Regions from separate parts of the Mus musculus genome. Here region 2 is linked to region 1. The links are chromatin contacts, called in public HiChIP or PLAC-seq maps. All regions are on one chromosome and are shown on one strand. The core of a region is the stretch at or near the end of the contact, and the rest is flanking DNA. Distances in the headings are between cores, read along the strand shown.

Evidence for each region. HiChIP or PLAC-seq counts read pairs in DNA pulled down with a chosen protein or histone mark.
Region 2: a contact with region 1 is called in a FOXA1 HiChIP or PLAC-seq map of pancreatic cancer cells. The contact joins the enhancer-like site here to the promoter of Ripk4 in region 1. A contact is called at or near these places in 5 of 39 promoter capture datasets (the 3T3-L1 cell line, cranial neural crest, embryonic stem cells and 2 more), 1 of 15 datasets of contacts at CTCF or cohesin (the NIH/3T3 cell line), 3 of 484 Hi-C or Micro-C datasets (embryonic stem cells, liver and nephron progenitors), 4 of 115 datasets of contacts at active chromatin or transcription factors (embryonic stem cells, extraembryonic endoderm stem cells, pancreatic cancer cells and 1 more) and 3 of 9 other capture datasets (embryonic stem cells, liver and pancreatic islet).

The regions. Positions count from the first base shown.
Region 1 is chr16:97,762,260-97,768,102 of GRCm38.p6, forward strand. Ripk4 (receptor-interacting serine-threonine kinase 4) reads right to left here and starts at 1,520. Exons shown (of 8, transcript NM_023663.7): 1 at 1,269-1,520. The coding sequence starts at 1,450.
Region 2 is chr16:97,642,275-97,647,417 of GRCm38.p6, forward strand. It overlaps a transcript of Tmprss2 not described here. Among named protein-coding and RNA genes, the nearest start is that of Gm41512, 26 kb to the right of the region's middle. Within about 2 kb of position 1,692, at least 18 of the 459 cell types and tissues checked have an H3K27ac peak or open chromatin away from gene starts, as enhancers often do. A contact at or near this core is called in pancreatic cancer cells, where this site is marked.

The DNA of each region.
Region 1 (5,843 bases), core at 270-2,769:
AATAACATTGACTCTGCCTAGAAAACAATCCCACTAAGTCTCTGAGGGCATAAGAAACATCCACGCAGAGGTGTTGTGGTCATTGCTGTTTTGGTTTTTACCTTTGAAAAAACTGTGGGCTGCTATTCAAAAATGGTTTGGATTTCACCAAAATAACCACAGGGCTCCCCTGGCCTGAAGGGTTCCCAGAACTGGAGTCTAGGAGGGTTTACACAGCATGATGAGCTGGTAGTGATTTTAGACACTAGTTCCCACCGTACCAGTTTCTAAGAAAAACTGGGTGATAGCAGAAGGCAAGCAAGCAAACAAACACAAACACCCGATAGCTCTGACAGTTTCCAGGCTAGAGATGAGGCATAAAGAGAGAACTCAAACCATCCCTCTTATTGTCACCCAGGCAGCCATAGTCACTACTCCAAAGTAATGTTGGAGTTCAGAGTTTCCGTGACTTAAGGCTGGTCCTGCAGACAGCTCAATGGAATTTAAGAGCTTTCTTTCTCTGGGTAAAACGCAAACACCACCACCATGTCGGCTTGGTTTGAGAGGAAGTCATTTAAGTCTGCCGTTCTGAGGCTCATACATAACCTATTACTACCAAACCTAAACAGTGAAACCTGAGGAAAATGTTTTTGAATAACTGCTCCGCACCTCGCCTCCAAATTTACTCACAAACCACAATCGCCAAAGAGTTTACCAGGGACCTCTCTGAGTCCTTTCCTATCGCTGGAATAATCCGCTAGGAGGGACAAAGAAAGGCCCAAGGTGCCCGGGGCCACCTGCCCAGGGTCAAAGAAAGACGTTCCCAGGGTCTCGCTCCTACCTTAAGTCCTTTAAAACGAAAGTGTGCGGGAAAAAGCTGTGGCATAACCAGATCTCAGACCTAAGCGAGACCCGGAGCCCTGTAAGCGGCTGTGCGCCGCGGACGCCTCGCCGGAACACAGCCGGTGCTTCCGAACGAAATAATTACGGTCTTACACCAATTTGTGCTCCGACGAAAATTACTAAGTGGAACTGAATCTAACTCGTTCACAAAGCGCAGAGGCCCACACGGCAATTTCTCTAAGCCCGGCGCGGACCGCAGCATTTGGTGGGTCCCGGACGAGCCCGACGCACCTCACAGGGCTCAGGGCCATCGCTCCCCGCCAGCTCCGAATCCCAGAAGCACTGGAGCTGCGAGGGACCGGTGGCCTGAGTGGCGCAAACTCTCTTCCGCGGCGCTTCACGTAGCACGCAGCCCCCATCCCACCCGGCCCCGCCCGGGAGCTGACCTGTCGTCGACGTGCAGACTGGGCGAGCACTTGATCGCGAGCCACGTCTTCCAGTGCACATGGCGCACCTTGTACACCTGCCCGAAGCCGCCCGAGCCCACCTTCTCCCAGCCTGCGAATTCGCCGGCGTCGAAGGTGCGCAGCAGCCCCAGAGCCCACCGGCCCCGGCCCTCGCCCTCCATCGCGTGCGTATCGCAAGCAGCCTGGCTCAACCGTGTCCGCCCAGGTGCTCAGGTGCATGCCCCGCCCGCTGACGTCACTTCCGACGCTAGCCCCATCCCGCCCCGCCAGTCCCCTGGGCCCACCCCCGACGCCCTCAAGGGAGCGGCTGCCGGTGAGAGTCTAGCGCCGGGTGTTGCGGTCCCACCAGGGATCGGTGGAATCCCTGCGCTCCTAGGGGCGTGCGCTGTGGCTGGCCAACTTCTCACTGTAGTTGTAGTTCGTACCTAGTTCACTTCTCACAGTGCTGCCACTCTGCAAAACACAACAAAGTATAGTTTCCAACTGAGACGTGGACTTAGATCTGATCGCCAGGCTTGCTCAGGTTTCCCGGGTTATGCGCATCTTCGTTTGCAAACGTTAAATCCTACACAATGTTATCGTCTGGGTCAGTTCATGTACCCGATGCCAGTGGAGAAACAGAACATTCTGTGCCCTCCTGGGAGGCTTTTGTAACTTGCACTCTTAGGCCCTGGCGATCGCTAATCTTTTTTTCTCTCCCTCCGCCCTCCCCCGAAAACATTTGTTTATATTAGAGTTATATAGTATCCAACCTTTAGGACTGGTTTTCCACTCCCCTTGCGTCTTGGTTTGTTTTTTGTTTTTGTTTTTGTTTTTTTACCGAATTCTTCATAGGAGGTAACTGGTTCTTTAAAATTCAATCGCCCCTACCCTATAGTTCAAGCCTGTAAATCACAGTTCTGAGGAGACTGAGGCAGGGGCATCACCTCAAGTTTGAGATCAGCCTAGGCTTCAGAGGGAGGTCTTGTTTTAAACAAACAAACAAATATCCCTTCATTATGGAAAACAGTGACCTTTTAAAGGTAAACAGATGGCTGGAAAAGGAAGGATAATCAACCTGTTCATCTTTGAGAAAATTCAGCTTTGGGAAGGTAGCCTGGTCAGAGGTGGAAATGCCTGCTGGTTAGGTCTCTACCTTCAAAAAACATTTGTGCCCGCTGTGCTTTTATTAAAAGTGAGCTATTCCTTACCAAGGCATATGAAAACTGGGCATGATGGGAGAAGAGGAGGGGACGTTGTGAGGACAGTAATTCTAGAGAACCTCTCTCCTGAGAGGTAGATTTCAAGTCACACCTAGCAACTGAGTCTTCTCTCCTGAGCCTCATCCCCCAGCTGGCTTCCCAGTGGAGGGGCCCACAATCCCAGCCCTACATGCTTGGAGGTGGGGGTGGGGGTGGGAGAGTCTCCTGGGAGCCATAGGCACTACCTTCCTTTTCCACACAATTTCTGAGTCCAAGGCAGCAGATAGCTATTTTAAATTCATCTGTAGTGAATATACCTAATGAATAAGCTAACCCTTTAAGAATAATTGGGGCTTTTCAATGAATAAAAATAACTTGAAAGTCAACATAGTCATTATTTTGGTAAGGAAAAAAATTGACTAGAAAGTGAGTCATGGCACCCGTTTCCGGGGTACAGCTCCAGGTATCTTTCTCTCCACGTTTCTAGTCTCACCCTGTCTGCTCAACTCCAGGGAGGAAGGGGGTGACTAACAACAGCCCATAGCAGTCAAGTAATAAAACACTCCAATTTCATTTATTTAATCATCTATGTGCTTCACTCAACAAATATTTATGGAGTGTCTGCTGCAGGCTTCATATGGAAACTGGAGCCCAGGGAGCCCAAAACAGCCAGCCCACTTAGAGACCCAAGTCCAGAGATGTCACTAGGTTAAGTCCTCCCTGCTTCCAGTCTGTTAATCTGTAAAGAGGGAACCAGATTCCTGCTGGAACTTCTCTGGAGCACTTGCTAGCAGGTGAAGTTGACATCTCCAAGTGGGAAGGCGAAGCTGCAAGTTACATTCATCTTTTGTAGGTCAAAAGATGAATGTTCAGATTAGAAGAAAAAAAGTAAGTGAGCAACAATTCAAGTTTCGTGCCCCCAAACTGGGAGGCTGCTGGACTGGGGACTCCAGCTACATTAATGAATCTGACAAAGGACCTGTGTGATCACATGACACATGATCACAGACAGCTTGGATCCCAGTTGCAAAGCCCTGCCACAGTGCATTCGCCTTGAATGGTTTTTAGCAGATGAGCTGGAAAACATGAAGTTCAACGTGGAGGCTTGCTTATCAACTAGGAACCTGGGGTGGGTAGAGGATGCTGCTTACAAATTCAAGTCCCCTCACCTTCCCTGATGCTTATTCTACCCTTTAATTGTAAGAGTGCCAAAGCTGGGGTTCTACCTACACCAAACTCACGAGTATATCTAAGTGGGTGATACTTGGATATCTTAGATCTTGAAGTGAACTCTTCTTCATCTGACCCATGTATTACTATGCCCAAACCAGTGAGGCTGTCAGAGGACACTGAAGGGGACAGGGTAATTGCCTTTGGCATCCTCCCTGGAAGAGCAACAGGTAAGCCTTGCAGTCCCAGGGGACTAGAGCAAAGAACTCTGGATTTATAGCTGTTCTATCCGGGACAGGGTCCCAAAGACTGTGGCTTCGAGAGAGTGAGCATCTCCCTCAGATACTTGGATGTGGGAGCATAACACCTGCTTCAGGATAGTCATACATGCAGCCCTGAGATGATAATTTGAAAGCGAACACAACCAGAAGACTGCTAAACAATGGCAGTTATTTCCTACCCCTGGTGTGTATCTGGGCCAAGGGGTTTTAAACAGTTATTTTCAAGTTCGTGAACTTCAAGATCCCTAGAGCAATCACAGTTCTGGGATGTAGTTGAAGGTCTAGGAGTGTGGAGCTAAAGGATCCTGAAGCCTGAAGGCTGCCCTCCCCCTACCCTGCCAGCTTCTTTTCTGCCAAAACTTGAGACTCACCAGTTGTCTTTGAGTGGTGTTTCTAAAAGATTCCAGGCTGCTCTTGATAGGGATTCTGCCTGCCTTCATTCTAAAGACCTGGCTTGTGTGAGGCCTGGGGTAGGTGTCTAGCAGCCCCTGGGGCAAAGGGCTGAGAATACCCTCCCTGACTCCCCACTGCTTGTCAAGCAAATACTTTCTGTTTACAGAAACACTCCTCTCTCAGAGACTCCACCCCCTTTGGCCCCTGATCACCACCACTCCCATCAGTCTTTCCCACGCTCTTCTGGAGAACTTTCATTCATTCCCTGCCGCAGAGCTTTAACCCCATAATGACAGCCCGACTGTCCCAGGAGGGTGTGTGAAGCTATAGCCATATTGGCAATGGCATACCTCTCTAATTCCTCCACACACGTGCTTCTGTGACCTTAAAGTCCTCATTCGAAGGCTGAGGTGAAGCTCAGCACATGCATGAAACTCAGGAATGGAGCCCTAGATCTGCGCAAACCAATCCCAGCACTTTGTAGAACTAGCTGCTCATTCTCAGCTACATAGCGAGAGTGAGCTATGGGCCAACCTAGGCTCTTGGAGACAGTTCCCCGAAACAAAACAAACAAACAAGCAAACAAACAAAAGACACATCCAGGAACCCCTCCAACTAGACTGACTCACCTCCTTGGAGCCACTGAAATTGGGGTTAGAGCCTCCAGGGAGCACCTGAAACCTTTGCTTTTAGCTAGAACCTCAAGGGAGTCCTATTTAGGGGACCCCTGGGTGCACAGGAGCTACTGTCTGTGCTCCCCATACCAGACTCACTCTACCAGAGACACCCAATCCTGGTCATTTTTGTCTAGTGTTTCCAGACCCAAAGCAGTACCTGATGGTCTTATTTGTTAGGTAGTTAGAACCAAACAGTTTCTAAGATATTATGAGAAAACAACCTGGCCCCTCCTACAAAATTAAATCTCAAATTGCCAGGTGACCCTACAATTCTACTTTTAGGTATATATCTTGTTTAAAAGGTATAATAATTGTATATATCTTGTTTTAAGGTATATATCTTATTTTCAAGTATAATACTTGTTTGAAAATAAGAATTCAAACTAAAATATGAGTATAATGTTCACAGAGGTATTATCCATAACAGCAAATAGTAACAACCCCCAAGCCTAATAATGCATGGGTGGATAAACCAACCAGGGCATCTCCACACTGTAAAATAACTATGCACCCACTAAAAGAGGTAAATTCTGGGGCTAGAGAAAGGCTATGTAAGTAAACCCTGACAACTTGAATTAGACTTTAGAACTCACACACACAAAAAAAGCCCAGATGTGACCTGTATTTGTGTTCCCAGTAACTGAGTGGTAGAGGCAAGAGAATTCCCAGAAGCTCACAGAAGCTCCTGAGCTGGCTGGGTTAGCGGCTAGAGTATACAAGACAGAAACAAGAGAGACCCTGCCTCAAAAGCAAAGAGGAAGGAGAGAGCCAACTCCCAAAGTAGTTCTGTGACCTCCATGACAGTGACGTGGCATGTGTACACACACACACACACACACACACACACACACA
Region 2 (5,143 bases), core at 442-2,941, 120 kb before region 1:
GTTCATCAAGATATTGTTTCAGAACCCTCTGTCTCTCTAGGTCACCAGCAGGTAGGTGAGTGACAACCTAGCCTATTGTTTCAGCAATAGCCCTTGTGAAGGAGCCCACCCTGCTCTGCACAAGTGGCCCAGTGTTCTCTAGCATGGCCATCACCTAGGCTGATCCTGGCAGAAGTAAAGACATTTCACACAAAGACCCTAGTTCCCCTCATTTCTATTCTAAGAATGTTGTGATGGGACCCTAAGGAATTGAGATTTCCCCAGTGTAGTACTGGGAGAAGAAAAAGAGAAGAACTTGTCTGCCAGGAAGAATTCTCTTCTAGTGCTGACAATGGGCACAATGACTGCAGGGGAGAAGAGACTGGAGACGGATTTGTGACCTAGATGGGTCAGGGAAGGGCAGGACTACACCTTGACCAGACCTGCTTAAATTTGCCTTCTATTTAAACCTAGACCTCATGTCAGGGCCCTGAAGGTGAACTTGGGAAGTGGTCACTGGCCCTTTATTTTTGCCTATTTCTAAAGCAAGAAGGTTGGGAAATCTTCAAGGTTTCAAAGCCCCTGATGGGTAGCAGGGACAACAGTTGGTGGAAGAGGGTGGGGTTCTAGAGGAAGGTAAACTTCCTGACTTTTTTACAGTCTAGAAATCTCCATGATCCCAAGTGGGTCCTAGAGGACAAGACCCAAAGGTGAGGAAGAAAAGAAAAAAAAGGAAAGGATGGGGGAGGAGGGGAAGGAAGAAGAAGATACGCATGGGGAGAGAAAGAACAAGAGGATGGTTATAGAGGAGTTGCAGATACCATATGCTATCAAGAAATATTTGGCAGGAAATGTAGGAAAGACCTTTGGGAATTGGAGAGAGGGACACACTTGTGAAGGGGTTAGGGGAAACAGAGGGGCCACAGCAAAGAAGGATCTGGGGTGGCAGGTCTGACAGGTAACTGGCATATTTCACTGAGGTAGGGAAATGAAAGATATGGGCCCAAGATTCTCCAGGGATGCCCCAGGCAGCCCAAGAGCTGGGTGGAGTCTGGAGAGGATTCTACACAGACTGACTGAAGGTATATCTACCTCATCTACCTCCATACTCAAAGACATGAGGTCAGGAAATGGTGGGAGGGTGGGGATAGTGCCAAGTCTTGTCCCTCCACTTTGAATATCCTTCTGGCCTCATGTTTCCAGGGACAGGAAAAGCAAAAGCAAAAATTAAAAAAAAAAATTAAAACCAACTAAACAAACAAAAAATAACCACAACAAAGAAAGCGACTTCAGTCTTTTTTCTTCCTATCTGATGTGGACTTTGAGCTTAGGAATTATATCCTTTGGGAAGACCTGAAACATTTGCATCTTAGTAGCCTGGATATGACAGTTTTAAGCATACCAGGTAGGGAGAAGCTATGAGGTTGGCCCTGCAATAAAGTGTGGCCCTGTCACTTGACTTCCTCAGTGACAGATTTCCCTTAGGACCAGTTTCCAGATGGAAGGGAAAGACTGCCCTGTCTGAGACGCCTGTATTCTACCTTCTGTGCTCCACCATGTTTAATGAAACTTCTTGTTTCTTGTGGTGTCTGGCAAGCAGTGAGGCACTTGTTCCGGGAACATAGAACAAAGGGACCCTCCCAAAGGCCTGGCTGTTTCCTTGTTTCTAAGTCTTTATTGATTTTTTTTTAATTACAGCTTTCTTTTCAAACAACTGGAGGCTCTTTAGTGCAGGGCATACTTCCTGGCTTGTCCCTTGGCTGTTACCCCACCTTCTCTCATGTGTCCCCATCTCCAACAGCTGGAAAATAAGCCACCTGGATTTCCCGACATCCCCAAATTTCTGAGTCAGTACAGAACCCTCTTCTAGTGTTCATTTTTTCCATACGGGGCACTTCAGCCTACCTATCCACTTATCTGTTCAACCTCTGTCGTCTTCTCCCTCTCTCCACCTCCTCCACTCCCCATTTCCTTTCTTTCCTACATTTTAAAAAATATTTTAATGACTTATTTTATGTATATGTGGTCTATCTGCATGTACACCTACATGCCAGAAGAGGGCATCAGATCTTACTACAGGTGGTTGTGAACCACCATGCGGTTGCTGGGAATTGAACTCTGGACCTCTGGAAGAGCAACCAATAATGCTCTTAACTGCTGAGCCAACTCTCCAGCCCTGCTTCCATACTTTTGTCTAAAAGTGCTGGGGATGCGGGCTAGATCATGCTGGGCAAGTGCTAATGCTGGGCAAGTGCTCTCTGTTTGGGCTGCACATAGCTCTCTTGCCTTCTTCTCCCAGAGTGTTGTTCTGGATCTCTGACAATATTTTTCAAATGTCAGTATTAAGACAAGACTTTTCCTGTCCTTAAACTGAAAAGAAAGGTGGCCTTTCATTGCATCTCTGTTGCCCTCCAGCTTGTCACCTTAGCTGTTCCCACCTGAGGCTGTGTTTAGAATCAGCACAAGGTCCCTGCTTGCTACCTGGTCCTCTTTAAACCATATGGAAAACAGTATTGCTTCTGGAAGGGAGCCATTTACTGTACCTGGACCTTAGAGATGTCATCAGCATAACAGCACAATGAACTGGCCCATCCCATGAAGGACTGTGTATGTTCTGGCAGGAAGCCATTTACTGTTTCTGAACCTTAGAGACTATTAGATAGTGTCATAAGTCACTCACACAGCTGCCACAATGTGGTTACTGTCTGAGAACCAGGATGTAACTGGGAGTTAGCAGGAGGTTTGATCTGTCCTCCAGTGTCCTATTCCCTGGATGCTTGATGGCTCTAGTAAGGTTTCCTCATAAGAACAGTCTTTTCAGGCCACTGCCATCCCAAGTCCCCTTGATTCAGGAAACTTCCTGGAACAGAGGAGCAGATACTCTTTCAGGCCAGTGACCTGACCTTTGTCCCACTGTCTTACAGTGTATTTGGAATATAAACATTTGGTTCCAAGCAGTCTGAGACTGTAAGCCAGCTGTAAGCCCATGACAGCTAAAAATCCCAGCATTCGAGAAAAAGCTCAGAGCCAGAGTGGGACATCAACACTTATACAGCTCTTCTACAAAATGCACATCACCTGGAAACAGCAGGTGACTCAAATCCAAGGTCCTCTTACCACTCACAACCCAGTTTTCCCCCAAAGAGGCTCAATCAGATATTGTTCCATCTTCAAGGGGATGGAACAGCATTGCAACCAAGCACAGCTTACAAGCTGGACCAAACAGAGCATGCTAAGGAATGGATGAACCTTGGACACAGTCTGCAGGTGACATGGTATCACCTACTATTCTCATTTTTAGTTTTTGATAGTGCCCAGGGGCCATGGAAATGCTACCTTGAGGGAATCAGAGCTAAGAATGCTACCACAACCCTTAGTCAGGCTGCATTTAAAAATTCAAAGGTAAGACATTAAGGGGCCTGGAGAGGTTACTCAGAGGTTAAGAGAACATGCTGGTGCTGCTCTTGCAAAGGATGTGGGTTCAGTTCTCTGCATACACACTGCCGGCAACTCACAACCACTTTAACTGCAGATCCTGAACCCTCTTTTGTCCTTCATGGACACTGCATACACATGGTGAACCCAAACACGCATGTACATAAAATAAAAACACATCTTTCTTTTAAAAGATAAAAACAGTGAAGTAAACTTGGAATTAAGGATGAGTCTTGTCTAGAATGCAGCCAAATGAGACAACAGGAAGAAAACACACAACTGAGTGGTATGGAGGGAGGACATCTGACATCCACCATGAGGACAGAATCCCAGAGGCTGTGGGGAAATTTGATGACTGGGAACTTTCTAGAATATTAAGAAACCTCAAATCCTGGACTCAGGAGATGGATTGGGAGCTGAGGGTGGTATGGTGTAGATAAAAGAAAGCATCACATCTAAAGGCAGCAGAAGACATTTCAGAGCATCAGAGGAGAAAGAAAAATCAAAGGACAACCTGATAACCAGACGGGAGCTGTGGGACTGTGATAGGCAGCCTATTTTGGTTGAATGGGGCTTGCTCTGGTGACCCAATACAGAAATCTACAAGCGATGGAAAGGCAAGCCACCTTCCCAGAATCAGATGCATGTCCATAATTCTGTAACTATCAGTCACACAGACAATGTCCCAAGCTTCTGGCATTCTAGCTAGACTCCACCCCCACAGTTACCTGACTATAGCCAGGTATGCTCCTCCCCACAGTTACCTGGCAACAGCAAGATAGCCCACTAGACTTGGCCCCTCCTCGCTCTCTTTAGCCCTAACCTTTCTTACTCTCTGGCCCTCCTTCTCTCTTTTCCTCACCCCCCCCCTTCACGTGGCCATGGCTGGCCTCTCTCTTTCTACTTTCTCTACTTTCTCCCTGTCTTTCTACAATAAGGCTCTAAAACCATAGACTGTCTCTGATCATGAAGGCCCACCGTGCTTGAACGAAGGGATGGGCTTTCTCCTAAGGAGCTAAGTCTAACCTCCCACCAGAAGGCCATCCTGTGCTCCAGCCATGGACCTGATCAAGGACTCTTACCCATGTGGGAACCATCCAGTGCCCCCTCTCCCATGCCCTCTCCTCCCTTCTACCCCGGGGCCAGAGTGCTGCCCTGGGGGCCCCTATTCTGGTCTCAGCTCCTCCGCTGTATCCAGCATGGGATAACGGAGGCTGAAAACCTGGTACCTGGGGCTGCCCCTTATCCACCACCTGCCATGTGGGCTCAGTAGCTTAACACAGCCAGACGCACACCCAGGGGCACGTGGAAAGTGTGTGCAGTCCTCCCATGTCCGCCTGCCCAGAGCACCAGAACTCTGGTGGGACACGGGTTCTCTCCCACTCCCCTCTTTCCTCCACGGCCACGCAAGGCGTGAGGTAAGGAAAGGAAGATGTGAAGTCACATGTCTCTCCCAGGCCTTGTGAGTCTGTGTGCATGCATGTAAGAAATCCTGCAAAGATAAACGAACAGATAACCAGATATGAATGAGTATGGGAGGCTGCAGGAAGCTAGGAGGACTATAAAGAGTTAGCTTTGATTTATGTGAGAAAAGAACTTTTAAATTGTTGTTTAAGCAATATCAAGGAAAAAGTCACTGTTACAGACTTATCTTAGTAGGTCTAAAATTGCTACACTGAAAATTACATATCAACATTGAGGAGAGTGTTTAAAAAACCTAAAGAAAAAA